3 separate regions of the Mus musculus genome follow, and all the other regions are linked to region 2. A link is a contact called in public Hi-C and Micro-C data. All regions are on one chromosome and are shown on one strand. Each heading gives the region's core, a stretch centred on a gene start, on an enhancer-like site or on the middle of the called end of the contact. The rest is flanking DNA. Distances are from core to core; before and after follow the strand shown. Region 1 overlaps Slc7a14 (solute carrier family 7 (cationic amino acid transporter, y+ system), member 14). Region 2 has its middle 2.9 kb from the start of Gm33641. Region 3 holds the start of Slc7a14 (solute carrier family 7 (cationic amino acid transporter, y+ system), member 14).

Region 1 (4,080 bases), core at 1,493-3,992, 210 kb after region 2:
CATGCCACACATGGGGCTGCTTTAAATTTGGCTTTCAAATAAAACAGAAAATGTTTTGTGTGCTTTGGAGGGTTATATGGTAAAGACTTCTACTGACATTTGGGGCGGGGGAATGGCTAACAGTGGAAATACCCAGGATGGTGTCACACATCTCTGGAAGAGGTTCCCACACATGTTGCTCATGGCTTCACCACGCTCCCATGCAGCCCCTTTCTAGGAGCTGGCAGTTGAGAATGAGCATAACTTCATCGAGTGTTCACTCAATATGTTAGCTGTTTTGGCCATCTTGACACAAATTGGGCCATCTGGAAAGAGGCCACTTTAATTGAGAAAATGCCCCCATTAGAGTAGCTTGTGGCTGGAGAGATGACTCAGCAGTTAAGAGCACTGACTGCTCTTCCAGAGGTCCCGAGTTCAATTCCCAGCAACCACATGGTGGCTCACAGCCATCTGTAATGGGATCTGATGCCCTCTTCTGGTGTGTCTGAGGACAGTGATAATGTACTCATATAAATAAAATAAATAAATAATATTAAAATAAAAATTGTAAATACAATTTATACTTAAAAGATTAGCTTATAATAGGCGGGTCTGTGGGCATTTTCTTCATTGATGTTTGATATAGATATGTAGGAGAGCCCCGCCCACTGTGCATTTCTTGAGGCCACTTTCTTGAATTCAGAACTTTATAAGATTCTGGAAAGAAACTTTGAAGTCTGTGAAACATTGATTCAGAGCACTGCACTGGTGAGCCTAGTCTATTTACACAAAGTTCCTGCTGACGTAACCCACAAGTGTTACTCGTTTTCAATCAGGGTGTTGCTAGGTAGTGTGGCTGGTGTTGAGGTTGGCAGTTCCCCTGCAACCTTGTCCTGAGTGCTGTGACCGCAGCTGTGTCATGACACCCAGCCTGCTAACATTATTAATTAATACTACTTAGCACTTAATGTTGTGCTTATCTCTTCCTGAAGGCTTTGCAGGCATCGGCTAATTAGGAGTCAGGTGAAATGTGCTAGCTTAGTTCACAGGACTGGGGTGACATCCCTTCCGGTTTAATTTACTCCTGGAGTCTGGTGTCTGTATTGTGCTCCTTCTCTGTCAGGTCCAAGTTCTGGACACAAGCCAGCATTCCTCAGGAACTTGTGAAGCCAGTTCACCTCAACCAAAGAAGCCATTTCCTGCTGACTGGCAGGAGGGACCAATGCCTGTCTGTGGTGCCTACTAGTGTTATCAAAGCTCATGCTGGCCTCCAGGATTCCCTCAGTCACACGAGCACACGTTATACATCTCAGAGCCCATGCTGGCATCTGTGGTCTTCTCATCCTGCTCCCTACTCTGACCATCTTAGGCTCATGGGCTCTACCCTGCCCCCAGCTACTCATTTCTCCTTATAACTCCCCTATTTCAGCTGTGTTCTCTTCTCTGTTCACTATTCCTGCTCTTCTTTTTTGACTTTCTCTTTCTCTGCTCTCCTCCTACCCCCATAGCCATGTCTAGTCTGCTGACCATGCTCGGTTTACAACTTTCTCTCTGTGTTCTGGACCCTCCCAGATGCCTCTTGTTGGACTCTCCATCATACAACAAAAACCTTCCTCTTAATGAAACTTTTGAGTATTCATGTGGTCAGTTTATACACTACTTCCATATCCTCTTGCAGGGCCAGGGCCTGGTACCTGACATAACCTGATGAAAATGCACGGGAACCAGTCTGGTGAAAGACCTGCAGTATGGGATTGTCTGTAAAGGCAGTGTGGGGCCACTGGATGACCTCATTCAGTGAGCACCGTGAGATCGTGGCTTCTCTACCCGTCCACTGCAGCAGCTATGAAAAGTTTAGCAAGGAGGGAAGGCCATTAATAAGAGACCCAGAGGTGGAACAAGTCCCTCTTTGTTTCACAGGCATAGCCGAGGCAGTGACTTATCCTGCTGTAACCTAACACCACAGAGCAGCAGCCCGGGGTCAGGTGACTGAGAGGTGACCTCATGCTTTGAGCAGGCCTGAACTTTAACTAGCCAGGATTACCCTCATTTGCACAACTCTGATTTATATGGCCCTTACTTGCATGGCAGAGATTGCACAGTGGAAATGACATGTGTGGTGGCTGTCACTATGCTTCCAGAACTGTAGTCCCCCAATTCAGACTGTTTTCCTTCCAATAGTGTGAAGTACACGCCAAGCAATTGCAAACAAGGAAACTTTCCCTAATTACAAAAGTACTCCTCCCACGCCCCCTTTCCCCAGGCTGTAGGGAGTACTATAATACTGCTCTGCTTGCTTCTGCCTTGAAGTGAATAAACTCTTCTTTCTCAACCTTCCTACTGCTGTGACCCTTTAATACAGTTCCTCATGTTGTGGTGACCCCCCCCCCCCATCATAAAATTATTTTTGCTGCTGCTTCATAACTGGAATTTTTGCTACGGTTATGAGCAGTAATAGAAAGAGCTGTGTTTTCTGATGGCCTTCAATGACATCTGTGAAAGGGTTGACCCTGAAAAGGTCGAGACCCATAGGTTGAGAAACTCTGTCGATGCTGCTCTAGAAAGGGACTTTCTAAGCCGTGCCAATGCTGTCACCGTTACCTTGGTGGCTGTCCAGTCAGCATACTACATTTCATTGGAGAATTATCAGTCCTTTTGTTAGTAGTGGGCTGGACAGAAGTGTAAAGGCTATGGTGTATAAAGTGTGTGAAGGACTTTACACAGTGTAGAGTGAGTGGGATACAGCTGCTACAGCGAGATACTGGTAGGCAAAGTACAATCGTCTTGTCAGCCCTGTATCAGACACCATCAAAAGAACATTAGACAAACAGACCTGGCTCATCAGGGAGGCAACAGCCTCTATTTGCATGCCATACTCTTGGTTACAAGAAATTGTAACGAAAATGTGGATAATTAACTAGAACAAAGGTGGCAAGAATTTCTTCCTGGCTTAATTCCCTTCAGGCAATTGCTCTGAGCTCATGCTTGCTTGTTACAAACAGGGGTTTAGGGATATTTCCTTTCTTGGTAGGAGAGAACAAAATGTACAAAAGGAAGCGAGCTTTTAGGTGACTATTGAATATCCATATTCATTAAGCACAGATTATGCTAATCAGAGAGAGTTGTTGTTGTTGTTTTTTTTTTGAAGCTTCCCTGCTGTGGTCCTTCCAAGATGAGCAATAAAGGCATGTTGTGCTTTCTCTAGCGCTTGAATTACTGTTCTCAAAATACTTCACAGCTATAACTAAGGCGTGCCGCGCCTGGGGAGGAGTCATTCTGGTTTTCCTCCTGTGTTTGCCTGTTTGTGGCTCCAAGTTAGATGATGGGAAAAGCAGGTTTGTTTCAGGACAAAAACGATTATGGATTCGAAGTTTACTTGATAAAGAGGTTATAGGTAAGTTTAGTGGCTAAGAGAAAGAAGATGTAAACTAACAAAACAGTCAACAGCCAAAACCCAATTCTCCCAAATGGGAGGGTTTATGTAAATCCTTTCATGACAGTCGTTGGGGGCACATCTGGGTAACAGGGAATCACTGGTGACAGAGGCTACCCCTTCAAGTGGCTTGCCTAGTATAGCTATTACAGACAGAGAACTTCCAGTAATTTCCTCAAGCCACATGGTATTACAGTTGGGATGGAAAGCTGCCTGGTTTGGTAAGCACTGCTTAGTGCCTACAGATCTAAAGACCCCTTCTGAGGCCCCTTGCACCTCTGTATCTCGGGGTCTAGGGCTAACCTTCCAGCCTCACTCTCCAAGGGGCTGAGGTTCTGGCTCCTGACAAATGGTGCAGCCTAAGGCTTCACATTTCAGCTTTGCCCTCCAGCTCTGACATCTCTAGAACAGGACAATGTTGGTACCTAGTTCTCAGCTGGGATGAGGAGCAGAAGAAAGGCACGATGCCTTTGGTGATGATGCATATTGTCAACTGTCAACTGCCGTGGCTCCTGATGCTCCCTTTGTCGCCTCTCAGACCTCACTCCCGTGCCCTCCCCAGGGTGCTCTCTGAGAGCCCTTGGCCTGCCTTCCAGGCCTCACTCAGTATGTTTTCTGTAGAAGCTTCCCAGGATGCACACCATGCTATTTACTCAAGGGACTCAAGT
Region 2 (3,697 bases), core at 572-3,071:
GGGTTAAAATTTTCTTGCTTTTTTAGTTCTTTTTTTTTTTTTTTTTTTTTTTTTTGGTTTTTCGAGACAGGGTTTCTCTGTGTAGCCCTGGCTGTCCTGGAACTTACTCTGTAGACCACGCTGGCCTCGAACTCAGAAATCTGCCTGCCTCTGCCTCCCAAGTGCTGGGATTAAAGGCATGCGCCACCACCACCACCCGGCTGCTTTTCTAGTTCTTAATCTTGCCATGTTTTTTTTTTTTTTTCATTTTTTTGGCAAATACAAATATACTCGATAGTGAACAAAATCCAGCTTAAAGCACCACTGTTTCTGTTCCAAATGGCTGTTCTAAATATAGAAGTTCATTTGAGTGGCATGGTGTGGGTCTGGCTAATTTCAGCATATGGCGTGTTTTATCTGCAGAGTGTTCTCTAAAGTAGTTTAAAATAAAAAAGGAAGGCGCTGGGTTTTTAGTACTAGAATCTAAAACTTATCGCAAGCTGGGCACGGTGGCAAACACGAAATCCCAAGTGCTAACCTGGGAGACCAGAGGATCAGGAGTTCAAGAGTCTCCTTGGCTGTATTCAGAATTCCAGATCAACTTATGATAGAAGGCCTTGTCTTGGAGTTACTTAGGGGTGAGATGGTTCAGTAGTGCGGGCCCTTGTCAACAGTCCTCACAACGAAAGTGGAACCCCTGGGATCCACATGGTGGAAGTCGGGAAGCCACTCCTGGAAGTTGTCCTTTGACCACCACACAAGTGCCAAGCATCATTGTCTCCTCATGAATAAAAGTTTGAAATTTTTCGTAAGAACTTTGTGAGTAGTTCTCTGACTTTATATTAATACTTAAGAATAAAATATATATTGCAAAAACGTAACTTTGGAATTTTGGGTGTGCTTGTGGTACACAGGCCTCAGACAGTCTCAAGTGATCCTCGGGTCCATCTTTTTCTTTTGTTATTTTTGTTGTTAAGCTAGGGTTTCTCATTGGCCTAGAGCTTGCCCAAGTAGCCCCTGGAGAAAATGTAAGCAACCTTTTTTTTTTTTTTTCTTTTCTTATCACTAAGGTTTTCCCTAACACAGATGTTCCCGTGTACCGCAGGAGCTGTATTTGTGAATGGTCTGACTCAGTTTTACTGTATGGTTTGATTTTTGCTCATATTGTTGAAGATTGGGCCCATCGCTTCACACATACACGGCTGAGAAGCAACCCTTATGTTTTTGTGTCAACCTTGATGTTTTTCTAAACTTTCCTTATTTTAAGCTTAAAAGTTTAGTTCGTGCATTGATTGGGAGGTTTTAGAATATACTGGTTTTTTTTTTTTTTTAAATATTTATTATATGTAAGTACACTGTAGCTGTCTTCAGACACTCCAGAAGAGGGAGTCAGATCTTGTGATCCGATGGTTGTAAGCCACCATGTGGTTGCTGGGATTTGAACTCCTGACCTTCGGAAGAGCTGTCGGGTGCTCTTACCCACTGAGCCATCTCACCAGCCCCCGAAATATACTGTTTTTATTTGAGAATTCCATGCGTTTGTACAATGTATTTTGTTCATCCACCCTCCATATTCCATCTCAGCTCTAACTGGACCCCCTCCTCGCTGCAGCTAGATCCCTACTTGTCTTCCTCCCCTTCATAACTCATAGCCAATCAGAGCTGCCCCTGTGCACAGGGCTCTGGAGCCATCCACAGGACCACAGAGCAAACTACCAGCAGCTACGCTAAAAAATGACCCCCCTTCCCTCAGCAACCACCAGCTGCCGGTAGGTCCTTCCCTAGGAGTGGGACCTTGAGGCAACCCCCCCCCCCCGCGCGCACGCGCGCCCCAATTCATTTTGGAATTTGGTTTCATTTTTGTGCAAGTCTTACCGGCAGGCAGCCACAGCAACCGGGTGCATGAGTACAGTAGCCAGGTCAAGTTCGACAGAGCATTTTACTCCTTGGGATAGAGTATTGACATAGATGTCCAAGTTTTATGGCTGAATACACCTTTTTTTTTTTTTTTTAAGATTTATTTATTATATGTAAGTACACCGTAGCTGTCTTCAGACACTCCAGAAGAGGGCGTCAGATCTCGTTACGGATGGATGGTTGTGAGCCACCATGTCCGGAATTGAACTCATGACCTTCCGAAGAGCAGTCAGCGCTCTTAACCGCTGAGCCATCTCTCCAGCCCCCACCTATCGTTTATTCTTAGCACGGTGAAATTTGAGTTCACATTAACTGTTGCCCACTACAAACAAACAAACAAACAAGCAAGCAAGCTTTTCAGCCGAGGTGGAAAACAGATACATTTGATACATTTACGGTGAGAGTTGCTGGCACGGCGGCACGGAGCGGAATGTGGAAGATCCCTCCGGCTCTAGCAGGTTCCATGTTTTGCTGTGTAGGGAGGGAGGAGTGAAAACTGTTTTTTCTCAGCAGCAGCGGGGTTCTGGTGTGGGGGAGGGCGGGGAGGGGGAGGTGTAAATCGGCGCTCCACTGTGGCCCTGCAAGTCTGAGAGGAGGCAACATAAGTTCTACGGGAGTTGGAAAAGTGCAATTTTAAGGAATTTTTTGTTTGATACTATGAACAAATGTGTTGCAGAAAAGTTGATTTAGAATTTTTTTTTAAAGCATACGCATGCGTTTATGTAGGAGGTATTTCCTGGGTTAAAATGGTCTCTCCCTAGCAGTGTGGTTTGGGCTTGTAGGAGATCGGAAGTGGGACAGACAACTTTGGCCCTGGTTGGCTGAATGATGATGCTATGTCTCACCACTAGGGGTCAGTCTCTTGCCTAATGATGGTCAGAGTTACCCTGCAGAAGCGGTCTGAACTCACCCGCAAGTAGCCAGTGACCAAGAAGTTCAGGATTTTATCGGTGTTCATCTGTGTCTCGATTTTAATCGACTCAATATACTATACAAATTGATCTTCAGAATGAAATCTAAGTTATTTTGGAGTTTGACTTAAGTAGGATTCTTTCCCTCTGTAGGTACTGTAACTCTATGTTATCTTTATGGACTATGAGTGAGAACCTCCTTTGTGAGGAAATATATGTGAGGGTTTAAGTATGCCATGTTTCTCCTATGAAGAAGAATATTTCTAGTTGATAATGAAACTAAGGTGGGCAGAGGCAGCCACAGCAGGTACCTCTAATCTCAGTCTGGTTAAACGAGGTCCTGTCTCAAATCAATATAAATAAATAAATACAAATAAAATTAAAGTTGACTCGGTTATTAATGTGCACAGGAACTTAGTTATATCAAACGTTACAGGACATTAAAGTGGTGTCCTTTATTGATTTAACCTATAAATTCAGACACTCAGATTGTCATTCATAAACATGATTTAGCAGGGGCTATAGTGAGGCCCTAATTTGAATCCCTGGGACTGATAGAAAAATAACCAACTAAACAACCATATGAAAACAATATGGCTTAAGCTGACACTGATTAAAAGCACTCATCGCTCTTACAGAGGACCTGGGTTCAGTTCCCAGCACCCACATGGTGGCTCATGACCATTTGCAATCCCAGTTCTAAGAGGTCTGACGCCCTTGTCTCACCTATGTACCTGCCATTCATGGGGTGGACATATATAAAACAGTCACACTCATTATATATATATAAAACTTACCAAAAAAAATCCCACATGATTTTAGAAGCATTGGCTGGGGTTTTAAATGTTTAATCGTTAAGGCGTGTGTGCGTAGGTGTGGGCTTGAGCATG
Region 3 (3,910 bases), core at 1,243-3,742, 250 kb after region 2:
TGGGTGAGTGAGAAGGGTGCTGGCTCTGGAAAGTATTTGCAGGATTAAGATACTAACTTCAATTAAGTGACTGGGAAGAATGGGAGCCCTGAGTTCCCACAGTCTGCTTTCTGTAAAACAACGTTGCCAAACACATGTTTACCACCATTACAACAGAACGAATCTAAAATGAAGGCATATCTGGGTTTCCAGGCTTGCTCACTGTTTCACTCTTCCCGTTCTTGTCCTTCCAGGAAAGCCTGCTGGTTTAGCTTCCAACCTGTTTCTGTAAAACTGGCGCTCAAGTTGTGTGAACAGTTGTGGCAAGCACAAGACAGTTGGCAGGGTGGGGGCGAGTGACAGTGGGTGGGTGAGCAGATTAAAGAAGAAATGACTAGAGAGATAACGGAGTGTGTGAAGGAGAATGCAGCCCTCCTTTTGTCAATTACTATATCCCTGCTTCTCATCACAGCTGTTGAAAGTTACATTCATGAGCAAGATCATATAAGTGACTTGGACATGGGAGCTGAGCAGTATACAGTGTGAACGCAACCTCTAACTGTAGATTTTCAAGATCCCTAACTGTAGATTTTCCATCTGTGTTATATACGGTTAAGCACTGGTGTGAAGTTTAAACTAGATGGCATTGTCTAGCAGAGTATAGATGCTCAGTAAATAGTCTCTCCCCGCCCCCATTCCCATTGCCTCACCCCATTCTTCATCCCACCCATGGAACACTAAAGAAATAAACCTACAGTGTATTAAAATTTGTGTTTGGAGGATGAGAAAATACGCGGTGGTGACAGAAGCATACAGAGGAGAGTCATAACCCAAAGCAAGCCTGAATCCATCTCCCTTTTAATTAATCCACTTATTTTTCTGTAGACTTACAGTTCTCTGGTTCCTAAAAGCTACAGAAATGTTTATCAGGACAGCATCCCTAACTGCTTTTTCAACACTATGAACCGGAAGACTTGGAACAGGAAGAACGAGGGCATCATCCAGAGTTATCAAGCCACATCCTGGAATGACAGGGCCCCCTTGTTTTTCTACCCAGACATGCTGGGAACCTCCAACGAAAGTCTGGGAAAGCAGAGAACTGGGAAAGCAAAGGATACTCGCTTGTTTTCTTGGTAAACACGAGACAATGCCCTTTAGGTGTTAGATCTCAACTGCAGGGAAAGCTGACCAGCCAGCACGGATCCCACCAGTCCCCAGGTATTTACCGCGCAGCAGACAACTTTCAGCACCCCGGACAGCGGCACACCATCCCAACTCTAGCCAGCTCTTCAACCTGTCCCCAGCTCTCAGAGGCAGATTATCCCTGCAACCCTTAGTTACTCTGGCCAGTTACTGCCTCTGCCACGCAGGCGAACATCCTTTGAGTCTCTCAACTCAAGCTCTCAATGAACCGAGTTTCGCACACGTAGCGGAATCACTATCAAGAAGAGACGACAGCCTGTGCTGCTTCCACCTTCCCTCATCTTTCTTCTGTAAGTCATTTGACAGCTTCTACCTTACAGTTTGATCATGATGTAAAATGCACACTTGGCGGGGGAGGAGGGTGACTCAGTGGAGACAGAAGGCTTGGGGCCACGCCACCCTACTCTGGCCCTCAGAATTTGTGGGAAACTGAGATGTGTTTTGGGGCTGGGAAAAAGGCCCCAAAGAGGCGAAGCAGTGCGTGCGAGAGTCCTCTCGAGAGCCGCGGGCTCCGGGCAGGAACCTACCCAGATAGCTCTCCCGTCACATCCTCCTCACTGCACGGTCTCCCGCTTGGCCGGGGACAGATGGTCCTCGTGGCGCACCAGCCTAGTCGGGGCGCAGGGCTCCATTGGAGTCCCTTTGAAGAGTTTTGCTCTGGTTAAAGGACAGATTCATGTCCCCGCCTTCCTCTGGGACTGCGGCCCGGAAAACACCTCTCCTTTTTCCAAGGGCTCAATCCCAGGCCAAGAGCCCAGTTGCCCCCGTCAGGTGCGTGGATAGGCTTGGAGGACAGGACGGGCCCCGCGACTGCGGAGACCTGGGAGGCCCACACTGTCATCCCCAGCATCTTAGCCTCTCGCTCCCGCCGCAGCGGAGGCTGCGCCAGCCCGCGCTCCGCCTGCCGGCTCCCGCGAGTCCCCTCATCGAGGATGCTACCGGGGGACCCATTCCCAGTGGAAGCCCGCGCGACCCTGACCTCGCTCCTTGGTCTTTCCAGAGATCCCCTTCCCGTAGGTCGCCCTCAACCTCCGCGCCATGTTCCCGCTTCCACCCTGCAGGTGTCTGGGGCTCCCTGGTTCATCTTAGTCTCCGGGGTCCAGCTGGGAAGCCCGGGGCCGCGCTGGGGGCACAGACTGTGGTGAAGAGGGCATCCACTCACCAGAGGGGCTGGAGGTGATGGCCTGAACTGGATGCTAATGTCCGGCGGTCTGCACTTAGAGCTGAGATGAGGGCGGTGGTAGTGATAAAGGAAGGCAGGAGACAGCGGACGTTGCTGAATCGCTCTTCAATTATTCAGATTGAAACCCCTCCGCACCCCTCCCGCGCCTGCCAGTTTGCTCTCCAGCTTGCCTATCTCCGCCTCCTTGTAATCACGTGGCTAACCCAGCCCTTTCCATTACCGAGTCCTAGCACCACTCCCGCCGCCCCTTCCCGCACCCCCCCGCCCCCCCACCCCGCCCCCCGGGTCTGTCACTCACTACACCTCACCCGCCTTCCAGGTGCGGCCTCCAGCCTCTGCTACCTTTCTGGTGCTTGGAGCAGAGGAGCCCGGGCAGTTCTATGCTCTGGGAAGGCAGGGTGGGGTAGGACTCTGCAGTGTCGCTGTACTGTTTGGGCTGGCTTCTGCCAACAGCTCCACCTCTCCTGGATTCAGCTACCCAGCCAGGCCTGCTTCCTGCTCGCTGGAAGCTACCCCACTACCTCCTTGAGGTGGTCTTGGTACTCTTAACTTTTCCCCCTCCACCTCACTGTCACTGTAAACAAGGGATGGGGAGGTTAGTCTCTCTCTCAGCTCTCAAAGAAGACAAGACCAAAAGCTCAAATAGATCCAGCTTAGTTTAGAGTCCACAACATTTCATGGATTTGAGGTTTCTGAAGATCTACAAGGATTTTCAATCTATGACTTGTAGCATTTAACGTCTTGCTTTTTCTTCCCTTGTCTGTGAAATGAACATCTCCTAGGACTGTAGAGAGAGTTGACATGCTCTTGAAGTTGCCTAACTCAGTGCTAGACACACGCAGAGATCGGTAAGTGAGAGTCTTTCTCTTGCCTCTATTAAAATAATAATACATTTCAGAAAACAAGAAGCATGTTATTTATGTATGTGTTAGTGGAATGGAGCTGATGCCATGTAAACCTCTTCTATGAGAAATAAAAGTTACTAAGTTTGTTGTGTTCAGGGAGATTACTGGCTGGCTGCTGTCTTTTCACGTAGGGCAAGTTCACATCTAAGTACGTCCAATCATGGCCCGGACAGTCCTGGTACATTCACCATTCATGCTCAACACTCCCTTGAGCCTACAGGAGCCTTGGTGAGCCATCACTATGACTTAAGCCTTTAACTAGTTGTTCATAGTATTTCTGACTTCTTTGGATGCCCACAAAGCTGTGAGATGTTGCAGAAAAAGGGTAAGGTTAAAGAGTCAGAATTTGGGATGTTGAAGCAGGCTGTTCAGGGGACACATGTAATCCTTGACTGATCGCCTGAGGCCTCGGAGTTTTATCTTAAAAATGGGCAGAGAATGTCTACTCTCTGAGACAGTTTTGTTGTTCAGATGAACTAATCGTTAGCCTATGAGAAGCTATAGTGGTAAAGCATAAACAAATACATAATAAACCTGTGGCCAGCAGGAGGTGTTGCCCGTGTTAGTCCAGGTATATTACGGGTTTAGGAGAGGGAAGCTGGGGTTTGTTAGGGGACAGCTACTGAGAAATCCCCAAGTT

Evidence for each region. Hi-C and Micro-C count contacts between places; a contact is called where the count stands out from the background.
Region 1: a Hi-C map of the HPC-7 cell line shows a contact between it and region 2, with 2.5 times the contacts expected there. The contact joins two enhancer-like sites. A contact is called at or near these places in 7 of 484 Hi-C or Micro-C datasets (the HPC-7 cell line, LSK cells, embryonic fibroblasts and 4 more), 1 of 115 datasets of contacts at active chromatin or transcription factors (bone marrow-derived macrophages) and 2 of 9 other capture datasets (adipose tissue and pancreatic islet).
Region 3: a Micro-C map of embryonic stem cells shows a contact between it and region 2, with 3 times the contacts expected there. The contact joins the promoter of Slc7a14 here to the enhancer-like site in region 2. A contact is called at or near these places in 1 of 39 promoter capture datasets (hippocampal neurons), 5 of 484 Hi-C or Micro-C datasets (cardiomyocytes, cerebellum, cerebral cortex and 1 more) and 1 of 9 other capture datasets (pancreatic islet).

What each region holds. Positions count from the first base shown.
Region 1 is chr3:31,258,904-31,262,983 of GRCm38.p6, forward strand. The region is part of intron 1 of Slc7a14 (solute carrier family 7 (cationic amino acid transporter, y+ system), member 14); the gene reads right to left. Among named protein-coding and RNA genes, the nearest start is that of Gm33834, 28 kb to the left of the region's middle. Within about 2 kb of position 2,743, at least 137 of the 459 cell types and tissues checked have an H3K27ac peak or open chromatin away from gene starts, as enhancers often do. A contact at or near this core is called in the HPC-7 cell line, embryonic fibroblasts, embryonic stem cells and 3 more, where this site is marked.
Region 2 is chr3:31,054,735-31,058,431 of GRCm38.p6, forward strand. No RefSeq gene overlaps it. Among named protein-coding and RNA genes, the nearest start is that of Gm33641, 2.9 kb to the right of the region's middle. Within about 2 kb of position 1,822, at least 156 of the 459 cell types and tissues checked have an H3K27ac peak or open chromatin away from gene starts, as enhancers often do. A contact at or near this core is called in the HPC-7 cell line, cardiomyocytes, embryonic fibroblasts and 4 more, where this site is marked.
Region 3 is chr3:31,307,827-31,311,736 of GRCm38.p6, forward strand. Slc7a14 (solute carrier family 7 (cationic amino acid transporter, y+ system), member 14) reads right to left here and starts at 2,493. Exons shown (of 8, transcript NM_172861.3): 1 at 2,345-2,493. It overlaps Gm15496 (a long non-coding RNA gene), which reads left to right. Exons shown (of 3, transcript XR_880740.3): 1 at 1-1,472; 2 at 3,148-3,213.